2 separate regions of the Mus musculus genome follow, and region 1 is linked to region 2. The links are chromatin contacts, called in public HiChIP or PLAC-seq maps. All regions are on one chromosome and are shown on one strand. The core of a region is the stretch at or near the end of the contact, and the rest is flanking DNA. Distances in the headings are between cores, read along the strand shown. Region 1 has its middle 25 kb from the start of Fzd9. Region 2 holds the start of Dnajc30 (DnaJ heat shock protein family (Hsp40) member C30).

The links. HiChIP or PLAC-seq counts read pairs in DNA pulled down with a chosen protein or histone mark.
Region 1: an H3K4me3 HiChIP or PLAC-seq map of stem cell-derived neural progenitor cells shows a contact between it and region 2, with 33 read pairs. The contact joins the enhancer-like site here to the promoter of Dnajc30 in region 2. A contact is called at or near these places in 3 of 39 promoter capture datasets (cranial neural crest, hematopoietic stem and progenitor cells and pre-B cells), 1 of 15 datasets of contacts at CTCF or cohesin (the G1E-ER4 cell line), 11 of 484 Hi-C or Micro-C datasets (the G1E-ER4 cell line, the HL-1 cell line, the N1E-115 cell line and 8 more), 11 of 115 datasets of contacts at active chromatin or transcription factors (bone marrow-derived macrophages, embryonic limb bud, embryonic midbrain and 4 more) and 3 of 9 other capture datasets (adipose tissue, liver and pancreatic islet).

The regions. Positions count from the first base shown.
Region 1 is chr5:135,273,308-135,277,942 of GRCm38.p6, reverse strand. No RefSeq gene overlaps it. Among named protein-coding and RNA genes, the nearest start is that of Fzd9, 25 kb to the right of the region's middle. Within about 2 kb of position 2,977, at least 54 of the 459 cell types and tissues checked have an H3K27ac peak or open chromatin away from gene starts, as enhancers often do. A contact at or near this core is called in stem cell-derived neural progenitor cells and uterus, where this site is marked.
Region 2 is chr5:135,060,567-135,065,789 of GRCm38.p6, reverse strand. Dnajc30 (DnaJ heat shock protein family (Hsp40) member C30) reads right to left here and starts at 1,584. Exons shown (of 1, transcript NM_025362.3): 1 at 425-1,584. The coding sequence starts at 1,539. The coding sequence ends at 880. Bud23 (BUD23, rRNA methyltransferase and ribosome maturation factor) reads left to right here and starts at 831. Exons shown (of 13, transcript NM_025375.4): 1 at 831-1,266; 2 at 1,615-1,776; 3 at 1,869-1,906; 4 at 4,446-4,541; 5 at 4,635-4,717; 6 at 4,960-5,056. The coding sequence starts at 1,729.

The DNA of each region.
Region 1 (4,635 bases), core at 1,728-4,227, 210 kb before region 2:
CATAGCTCTTGTGAAGCCAGAGGACAAAAATCAGTCCTCCCTCCCACCCTGGGGGCTCCAGGAATCGAACTCTGGTCCTCTAGCTTGGTGGCCTGCGGAGCCATCTCATTGCCTCAAGTCCTTTCTTTTTTTCTTTCCCTTCCATCCCTCGTTCCCCCCTTTTTCTCTTTTGAATGTGTGGTGTACATGTGTGTACATGTCAGTTATTATAGGGTGTGCATCGTGTGCATGCCTGGAGACCAGAAGTCTCAGGGCACGGTGTCTCCCCAGCCACTCTCTGTTTTATTTTTTATTTTTTTTAAAGATTTATTAATTTATTATATGTAAGTACACTGTAGCTATCTTCAGACACTCCAGAAGAGGGAGTCAGATCTTGTTACAGGTGGTTGTGAGCCACCATGTGGTTGCTGGGATTTGAACTCCTGACCTTCGGAAGAGCAGTCGGGTGCTCTTACCCACTGAGCCATCTCACCAGCCCCTCTGTTTTATTTTTAATTCCGTTTGTGTGTGTGTGTGTGTGAGAGAGAGAGAGAGAGAGACAGAGAGAGAGACAGAGACAGAGACAGAGAGACAGAGAGAGACAGAGACAGAGAGACAGAGAGAGACAGAGAGACAGAGACAGAGACAGAGACAAAGATACAGACAGGGAGAGAGAAAATGCGCACAATTGAGAGAGACCGCGAGCGCAGGCACATGAGCGGTGGTCAAAGGGCAACTTGGAGCTGTTTTATTTGGTTTTGATTGCTTGCTTGTGTTTTCCTTTCTCTATGTGGGTCTCTAAGGTTCTCTCCACTTGTCAGCCTGGGTCTCCTAAATGAACTTGGAGCTCTCACCCTTCTGTCCTTCTGTCTCTGCCTCCCCAGTTCTAGGCAAACAGACACCCCAGCTTTCAAACGAGTGCCAGGGATAACCAAACGCAGATCCTCAGGCTTTTTCAGCAAGTGCTTCACCCGCCGAGCCATCTTGCCCCGAGAGCCCTGTCCTGTCCCCTCCAACCAGACACAACTGGTTGGAGGCCTGGCTCTAGCCGCTGGGAGCCAAACGGGCTTCATGGACGAGCCACTCTGCACCTACAGGACAGCCGCAGTGTGTGCGGAGGATAGAGCATCGCGGCGGTGACACTGAGCTAGGTACTCACCCTCCCTACCCGGTCTCCCACCCCCATCCCTCAGGGGCGAAGGCTCCTGCGTCGCCTGCGATTCCGTCGCCGTCAGCAGAAAGTGTCGTGGCGCCAGCGCGGGGCGGCGGGACCGCGGACTGGAGCGTGGCCGGCGCTGTGCGGGTTCGGATCCGCCTGCATTTGTGTTGGCAGCGGCCCGGGGCACAAGGCCTGGGCGATGAAAGGGGCCTCTGTCTGCACTCGCCGTGCCCCGCTCACTTTACTCTTAACAGAGCTTGGAAGCTTTCCTCCTCTTTCCCAAAATACACGTGCGTGCGTGGAGTGTGTGTGTGGAAAAAAAAAAAAAAAAAAAACACTCACAGCGAAGGTTATGTCCTGGCCCAGGCACAGGAAATGTGAACCCCAGGGGCAGAGGAGGAGAAAAAAAGAAAATAAAGCGTTTCTTCCTGGGCAGGGTGGCTGCTCCCTCTAGTCTCTGAGGGAAGGTCGGGAGACATTTTTCCAACACCCCACTGTCATTATCCCAGGAGACATGGGCTCTTCGTCAACCTAAATGGATGATGAAGTGGGCGCTGCCTTGTCAGCAATGCTGTCACCAAATGTGCCCAGAGGGACCCTGCCAAGCATAAGGATGGAGACAAGCCGATCCCTGGTACTCAGTGACCAGCCAACCTATCATCTAGTGAATAGCAGGTTCCATGAGAAAGCTCATCTCATAAACTGAGGAGGAGGGCCTGGCAAGATGGCTTTGTGGGTAAAAGTGGCTGCTGCCAAGTGTGACCATCCGAGTTCGATCCCTGGGCTACACTACACAGGGTGGGAGTCGAGAAAGCACAAGCTGACCTCTGACCCCCACACTCCCCCATACACATACAAATGAATGTAATTTAAACATAACTAAAAAGAAAGCAGAGAGCAGTGGAGGAAGACACCTGGGACTGACCTCTGGTACCCCTGGACCATGAACTCTGATCTTCCATCCCTACTTCCTGAGTGCACACACCGAAGCCTGGCTTTATATAGTGCTGGGACCAGACCCCAGGGCTCCCTGTAAAAAAAAATTTTTTTTTTTTTTTTTTGGTTTTTCTAGACAGGGTTTCTCTTTTATAGCTCTAGCTGTCCTGGAGCTCACTTTGTAGACCAGGCTGGCCTCGAACTCAGAAATCTGCCTGCCTCTGCCTCCCGAGCACTGGGATTAAAGGCGTGCACCACCACACCCGGCGAAAAAAAATTTTTTTAAAGACAAGGTCTCAGATAGCCCAGGCTAGCCTTAAAACCCCTGATCCTTCTGCCTCCATTCCTGAGTGCCAGGACGACAGAATCGGCTCCCCAACCCACCACCCATACTGTTTTAAGGCATCTCAGGAGCTTCCGTGAGAGACAGTGTGGTCTCCTCCGGTGGAACAGGGGACCCAGGTGATCTCTCTCTCCACCATGTGGGGACCCAGGGATCAAACTTGGGGTTGTCACCCTCTGCAGCAGATGCCTTTACCTACTAAGCCATCTCGCCAGCCCCTCTGCCTTCCTGTAGCTTTCTTTGGACCTGTAGCTCAGTAATAGGCTAAGTGGGCTGGCCAGGGAGTCCCAGCCACTCACTCCTCTCCACCCTGCAGCGCTGGGCTTACAGACAGACAAGCTCGGCTTGGTGGCACAGGCCTGTAATTCCCAAATTCAAGACTTCATCATTTTCTGAGACAAAGACAGCTTAAGGCCAGCCTGGCCCGCATGAGACCCTCTTTCAAGAATGCCAAAACAGTGAATTCTTTGTCTTTCAAGCCAGAGAAGAGGCAGGAGCCCAGTATCCGTTGCTTCCCTCCTGGGAAGGCTTTTCCAAGTGGGAGCCCATGCACGCCAGGGAGAGGAGCCGCAGTGTTCTTGGCTGCGCGGCTGGGAGTGGAATTTCCATCTTGTCCTGCACAGGGAGTGGGGAGTGGATCGTAGCTCAAAAACCACAGGCTCTCACTGTGCTTCCCACGTGTCAGTGGAGTTTCTTGAATAAATGTTTATTCGTCTTTTTATATGCCTTTCGGAGCCATTCCAAAGGGGGCTGCGGTAAGCAAAGTGTACCCCGGAGGGCCAGGAAGACACACCCCTCCTGCCAGGAGTGGGGGAGGAGCTGCTGACATCACAGATCTAGGTCTGGAGTTCCCAAAATGGAGCCAGAAATAGACCAAAGAGCTGGGGGAATGGGCAAGCCTGTGGCCCCAGCACTCCAGAGGCCAAGGGAGGAAAAGTCAAGGCTAACCTAGGTTACATAGAGAATTCTAGACTAACTTGAGCTACAGAGGGAGATGTTGGAAACAAAGAGAGGAAGTAAGGGAAGGAGGGAAGGAGGGAGGGCAAGGGGAAGTGGCTTCTCAGGGAAAGGTCCCTGCCACCAAGCTGGCATCCTGAGTTCCATACCTAGGACCCACATGGGGAACATAGAGAACAAGTTGTCCTCCGATCTCTGCATGGGTGGTACTGGTACCTTCCACCCACATCTACACCCTAACAGTAAAGAGATATAATAAAAGATGTTAAAAGAAGAGAAAGTCTGCTGTGGTGGTACACATGTTTAATCCCAGCATTCAGAGAGTGGGGGCAGAGGCAGACAGATCTCTGTGAGTTCAAGACCAGCCTGGTCTACATACTGAGTTGCAGGCAAGACAGAATGAGAAAGTAAGGCCCGGTCATAAGAAACAGGGTGGGAGGGAGGCAGGGAGATGGAGAGAGACTGAGAAAGGAAAGGATTCAGGGAGATAATGGCTCAGTAAAGCGCTTCCCTTGCAGGCACAAGGACCTGAGTTCTGGTCCCAGGAATTCAAAGGCAGGCAAGTGTGGTGATGCAGGGGTGGTGGTTCACACCTCTGACTCCAGCCATGGTGGAGGGGGGCAAATCTCTGCAATCTGCTGAGCCAGCTACCCAGGCCTATGCAGCCTGTTCCAGGCCAACAAGAGACTCTTGTTTGATAAACAAGGTGGGTTGCCTACAGTGGTGATCTAATGTCACATCATGCACAGGCTTGGACACACACACACACACACACACATACACACACACACACACACACACATACACACACACACACCTGCACAAACTTGCATGCATACACAGAGAAAGAAGGAGGAGGAAGGGGAGAAGAATAGAGACTAAGGAGAGAGAGAGAGAGAGAGAGAGAGAGAGAGAGAGAGAGAGAGAGAGAGAGAGTGATGTTGCAGTTGGAAATGCAGGCTCCTCCTACGGAGCATCCAGATCCAGTGATGGAGGAGTCTGAGAAATCAGGTTTCTAACCCACTCCAGGGCAGCTCCTGATGCAGGCCAGGAGCACATTGACAACTGGCCTCTGAGGTGCATCCCATAGTGATGGAGGGCAAATACTAGAGTGATAGCATTAGCTCCTAAGCCCTCCATGCTTTATCAGATATGGCTATAGTGTGCTCAGAACAACAGAACTGAAACAATCTCAGCATTATTATCCCGTGGCGTTGATACTGATTACTAACTCAGCAGAACGTAACATCGCCTAAGAGCC
Region 2 (5,223 bases), core at 335-2,834:
AGGACAGGCATGCAAGCTGCCCCAAGATGAACTTGGCTCCAGTAACACCACCCTACACCACCACTGTGGAGAAAAATATGAAGGACAAATCATATCCTTCTGCTGTTAGGTTCACACAGCACCCAAGGGCACTCCCTAGACACAGAACTGCATTCCTTACCCTCAAGCCTTTGTTTTTTTTTTTTTTTTTTCTCACTTCCACACAACAGAAATGGTGTGGTACAGAACTGAGGGGAAAAAATTGGCAATCTTTGACTCTTTTTCTTAGTGGGGAAGGAGGACACAAAAGATAACAGAGTTGGGGCCTAAACCCTGTGCCTTTTGTTGCTAGCATTCTCTCACAGAGCTACATCCCCAGCGTCTGCTGGATCTTTGATCAAGTCTCACCTGTGGCTTGGGGTAACACAGAAAAACAAATTTCACTCGAGTCCCCAAGAATTAAATCTTTTTGGCATCGGACAACCAGTCGTATTGCACAGTTCAGCAGTTACAGGGGAAACACCACCTATTATACAGACATGTGGCAGGGGACAGGGCAAATCTTGCTCAGGGCTTCTGGTTAAAACCGCAGCAAGTGTTCTGGGAGTTGGCAACTGAAGGTAACTTCTAGAAATGAACAGGCACCCAGGGGACTCTGGAAAGCACTTAAATTTCTGGTCTTCACAGGAATCTTTATCCGGGGGCCTCTTTCTTGGCCACTGAAAAGCGTCTTTTTCTGGACCAAAGGAGAGGGATGTGTTGATCACTGGCCAGGCTGGAGGGTGTGAGGAGGGTCAAGAGAACACCACTAGAGGAAGTCAAGTCAATCGCAGACCAATGGTTCAAAGGTCTAGAAAGGAAGGTTGCTTGGGCTGGATCCCTTCCCCTCCTTTTCTCCGATTAAATACGAAAGCCAACAAAGACGAAGATAAGGAAAAGGACGACAAAGAAAGTGGCGTCTCGTGTATCGTCCCAGCTGGTCCCCTTGTTGGCCTGGTTCTCCTGCTTTTTGCGAAGGGCTTCCCTCCGGGCGCGCAAACGCCGTTCTCTCTCTAGCTGCTCTCCGTAGTGCGCCTGGTAGAAGGCGTCAAAGTCGAACATGGTGCGACCGTCGCCGGGAGAAGCCCTAGAGCCACCGGGAGCCCGAGGGGTGTAGGGAGGAGGGCGAGGAGGAGCGGGATCGGCCACGGGCGTCTTAGAGGGCTTGACGCCAGGTCCGCGCAGGTCCTGGTCGCTGAGCAAACCTCGGTCATACTTGCGCCGGAGGATGGTGCTGCCCAAGACCAGGTAAGCTTCGGAGACGCGCGTGAAGCGCTCGGCGGCCTCGGCGCTCCCGGGGTTGCGATCCGGATGGTAGAGGAAGCTCTGCCGGTAGTACGCCGCTTTGATCTGTGCTTGCGTGGCCGTGGAGGGGACGCCCAGCAGCTCATAGAGGGCGGTGCGGGAGTAAGTCCTCCCTCGCGAGCACAAACCCGTGGCGGAACTCGGAGGCAACCCCCGGACCTGCCACCATCTCCATAGCGGTGACAGGGTCCACCCCAGGCAGCGCGCGGCCGCCATGTTGTGGCTGGGAGGGGGCGGCGCCGAGGCAGCCAATGGAGGCCTCGAATCCTGAGCGGCGTCCCCACCTTCTAGCCAATCAAATAAAAGGAAAGGCGGGGGAAAAGGTCCGCCTGAGGCGGGCGCAGATTGATGACGTCAAAGCGTCGCGCTAGTGCTCGCCGGTCCCAGCGTTGCCATACCATCGAGATGGCATCTCGTAGCCGGAGACCCGAACACAGCGGACCGCCGGAGCTGGTGAGAGCCCCGCCAGGTCTTGGTCTTTTTCTAGAATGACTGCTTTTGGATTCTTCCCTTAAAACTCCCATGTGTTTTTCTCTTCTCAACAGTTTTATGACCAGAATGAAGCCCGGAAATACGTTCGCAAGTGAGGAGAGCATGGCTGTTGAGCGGCATCGCGGGGGTCGGGATCGGCGAGTCGCCCCGATTATGGGCGTCCCTTGGAAAGCATGTAGAATTTGGGAGTGTGTGTGAGTGTGTGTGTGTGTGTGTGTGTGTGTGTGTGTGTGTGGGTCTGCGTACATGCAGTTCTGCCACCGGTAAAGGGAACTTGAAGCCATTGAGCTCCTGGAAAGATCTTGCTACCTCAGTGTGGGTATATTCATCTCCAGTTTACCCTGGGTCGTTTGACAATGTGTTTTAAATATGTGGTAAAGTAAGCAATAGTTAGAAGATATGATAAGGTACTGTCATACTGCATAAGTGGTCTGTCACTGAGCGATACTTCCTGCCCCTCGCTTGGGGATTCTAAGTAGACATTTTACTTTTGAGGCACACCCCTAGCCATTCACTGGATGATTCTGAAAAGCACTCTACCATTAGGCTACACCCCCGGAAGGAATCAGTACTATTAGAGAGAGGACATACTCATTGTGGGTTTATTGTGATCTTTATTTAAATGCATGATTGCACTGAGTTGTCATGTCAACCATTGACATAAATAATATCTGAATCCTCTACATGGTAGCTTATTTGGTTTTGTTTGTTTGTTTGAAACCTGGTCTCATATTGCCCAGAGTATTCTTGAACTTGCTATGTAGTGGAGGTGATTGAATTCCAGACCCTCTTGTCTCTACCTTACTAGTGGTAAAATTGCAGACATGGTCCCGCACGTATGGCTGTATGGAACACTCTTCTGTGGGGCTGTTTACCTTGATTTTTGGGAAGACCAGGTGTGGCCATTCTCTGTTCAGTATGGCAGTCAGTAGCTAGCTATTAAAACTGTAAGTCAAAATGGCCTAATGTGAAGAAATGAGCACACATACACACAACACACACACACACACACAACACATTCACAATTTTATACTGATTATGTACTGAAATGTCATTTTGAGTATATTGGCCTAAAAGTCATTCTTTAGTAACTCTAGAGTTAAGTAAGTTGATTATAGTTTATTTTGCTAATTTTTTTGAGATATGGCCACATTATCATATAAGGCTGGCCTTCTGCCGTCTGCATATGGGGATTCCAGACATGCACAGCTATGCTCTACTGTACTCTGATTTACTGTCTCTTCCCCATTCTTCCTGGCTATCCTTCAACTCACAGAGATGAGTTTGGTTCTGTGGAGACATGGACCTCGTGCTGGCATTATACTGTGTTTTCTCAGGGTCGACGCTGTAAGGTTTCCATTTTCTGGTACCGGGGGTGGGATGTATGGCCAGGCACTCACCGTTGACTCCTGAGGCGAATCTTGCTGCTTTTTGGAGGTACTAGGGATTGAACTTAGGGCCTCTTGTGTGGTAGGCAAGTGCTCTACCACCGAGCCACAGCCTAACGTTTGTTGTCCGTTGCTGGTCCTTGTATGTGAAAGGAAGTATGGAAGGTGACTCTGAGAGAAGACACTCCTAAGGAGTAAAGCGGGAAGGCCCAGTCGAGTTGTAGGTGGTCCCTGACTCGTCACTTGCTGCGTGATTGGTCCTATTCCTGCCAGCTCTGCTGGAGAGATGGATCAGCAGTTAGGAGCACTGACTGCTCTTCCAAAGGACTTGGGTTCAGTTTCTAGCACCCAGATGACTGCTCACAACCATCTCTAACTCCAAGATCTGACATCCTTACATAGACATACATGCAGGCAAAACAATGTACTGTATGCATTTATATATGTATACGCACACTCACAAACACACATTTTAATAAAATATGTGCACAATAAAATGACATGCACCTCTATCAAGTGGACTTTTGGGACTACTTTACTGGTGGTTTTTTTTTTTGTTGTTGTTGTTGGTTTTGTTTTTGTTTTTTAGATGTATTTATTTTATGTATATGAGTACACTGTAGCTGTCTTCAGACACACCAGAAGAGGGCATCGGATCCCCATTACAGATGGTTGTGAGCCACCATGTGGTTGCTGGGAATTGAACTCAGGACCTCTGGAAGAGCAACTGGAGCTCTTAACCACTGAGCCATCTCTCCAGCCCCCACTGGTGGTGTTTTGAGACAGGGTCTTGCCCAGGTTGGCCTTAAACTCTTAGTCTTGCCTCAGCTGTTTGAGTACAGAAATTTGTGGAAGCATCCATGCCCATCACAGGACTGCATTTGAGTTTGTTGATTTCAAGTTAGAATTGTAAGTTTAAAATTGTTAGGCAAGAGCTAGCCAGATAGCTCAGAGGGTAAAGCTTTATGACTTGAGTTCAATCCCTAGAAATTCCTGTTGGAAGAAGAGAACCAGATTGAGCAATTTGGCCTCTGATCTTGTGCTTGTGCATGTGCGTGCGCGCGCACACACACACACACACACACACACACACACACACACACATTAAATGAAGTAAAAAGAATTTAAGGTAGAAAGAGTCCCTCTAACTGATTATTGCTTCTTTATTTTCCTGACTCTTTTGGTCTAGGAGAAATATGACCCAGAATTCCATAACTGCTCCTGTGTTTTTCTCCTTCCCAGCTCACGGATGATTGACATCCAGACCAAGATGACTGAGCGAGCGCTGGAGCTCCTCTGTTTACCAGAGGGTCAGCCTTCTTACCTGTTAGACATTGGGTGAGGTCCTGGGGCCCCAGGTCTAATTGTCTGGGTCAGGGTGGAGGGTTTCTGTGGTTCGGCAATGTGGGCCTCAATGGGTCGTTTCTTCAGCTGCGGTTCTGGGCTGAGTGGAGATTATATCTCAGAAGAGGGACACTACTGGGTGGGCATTGACATCAGCCCTGCCATGTTGGGTAAGTGTGTGTGCCTTGCCTCCTACCAAGATCACCAACCCCTTTTGTGAGGAGCTGCTGAAATGGTTATTTGCTTGTTTGAGATAAGGTCTCGCCATATAGCCCAGGCTAGTCCCTAACTTGGGACACGCCTGCCCCAGCCTCCCTGTTACTGAGGTCACAAGCCTGCCCACCACACCTGTCTGCATCAGCTGTACCCGTACTTTGTAGCTGTACTCATACTTTGTTTTCCTCCAATGTAGATGCCGCCTTGGACCGAGATACAGAGGGGGACCTGCTGCTAGGGGACATGGGCCAGGGCGTCCCTTTCAGACCGGGCTCTTTTGATGGCTGCATCAGGTGACAATCTTTACCTTCCACTTTTACTTTCATAGATCAGCGTTTCTTAAACCTGGCTGTATAGCAGTCATCACACCACATTTAAACATTTACATGTTCTGGGGAGCTGGCTCAGTGATCACTGGAGCGTTTTACCAAGCCTGGCAAACCTGCATTTCATACACAGA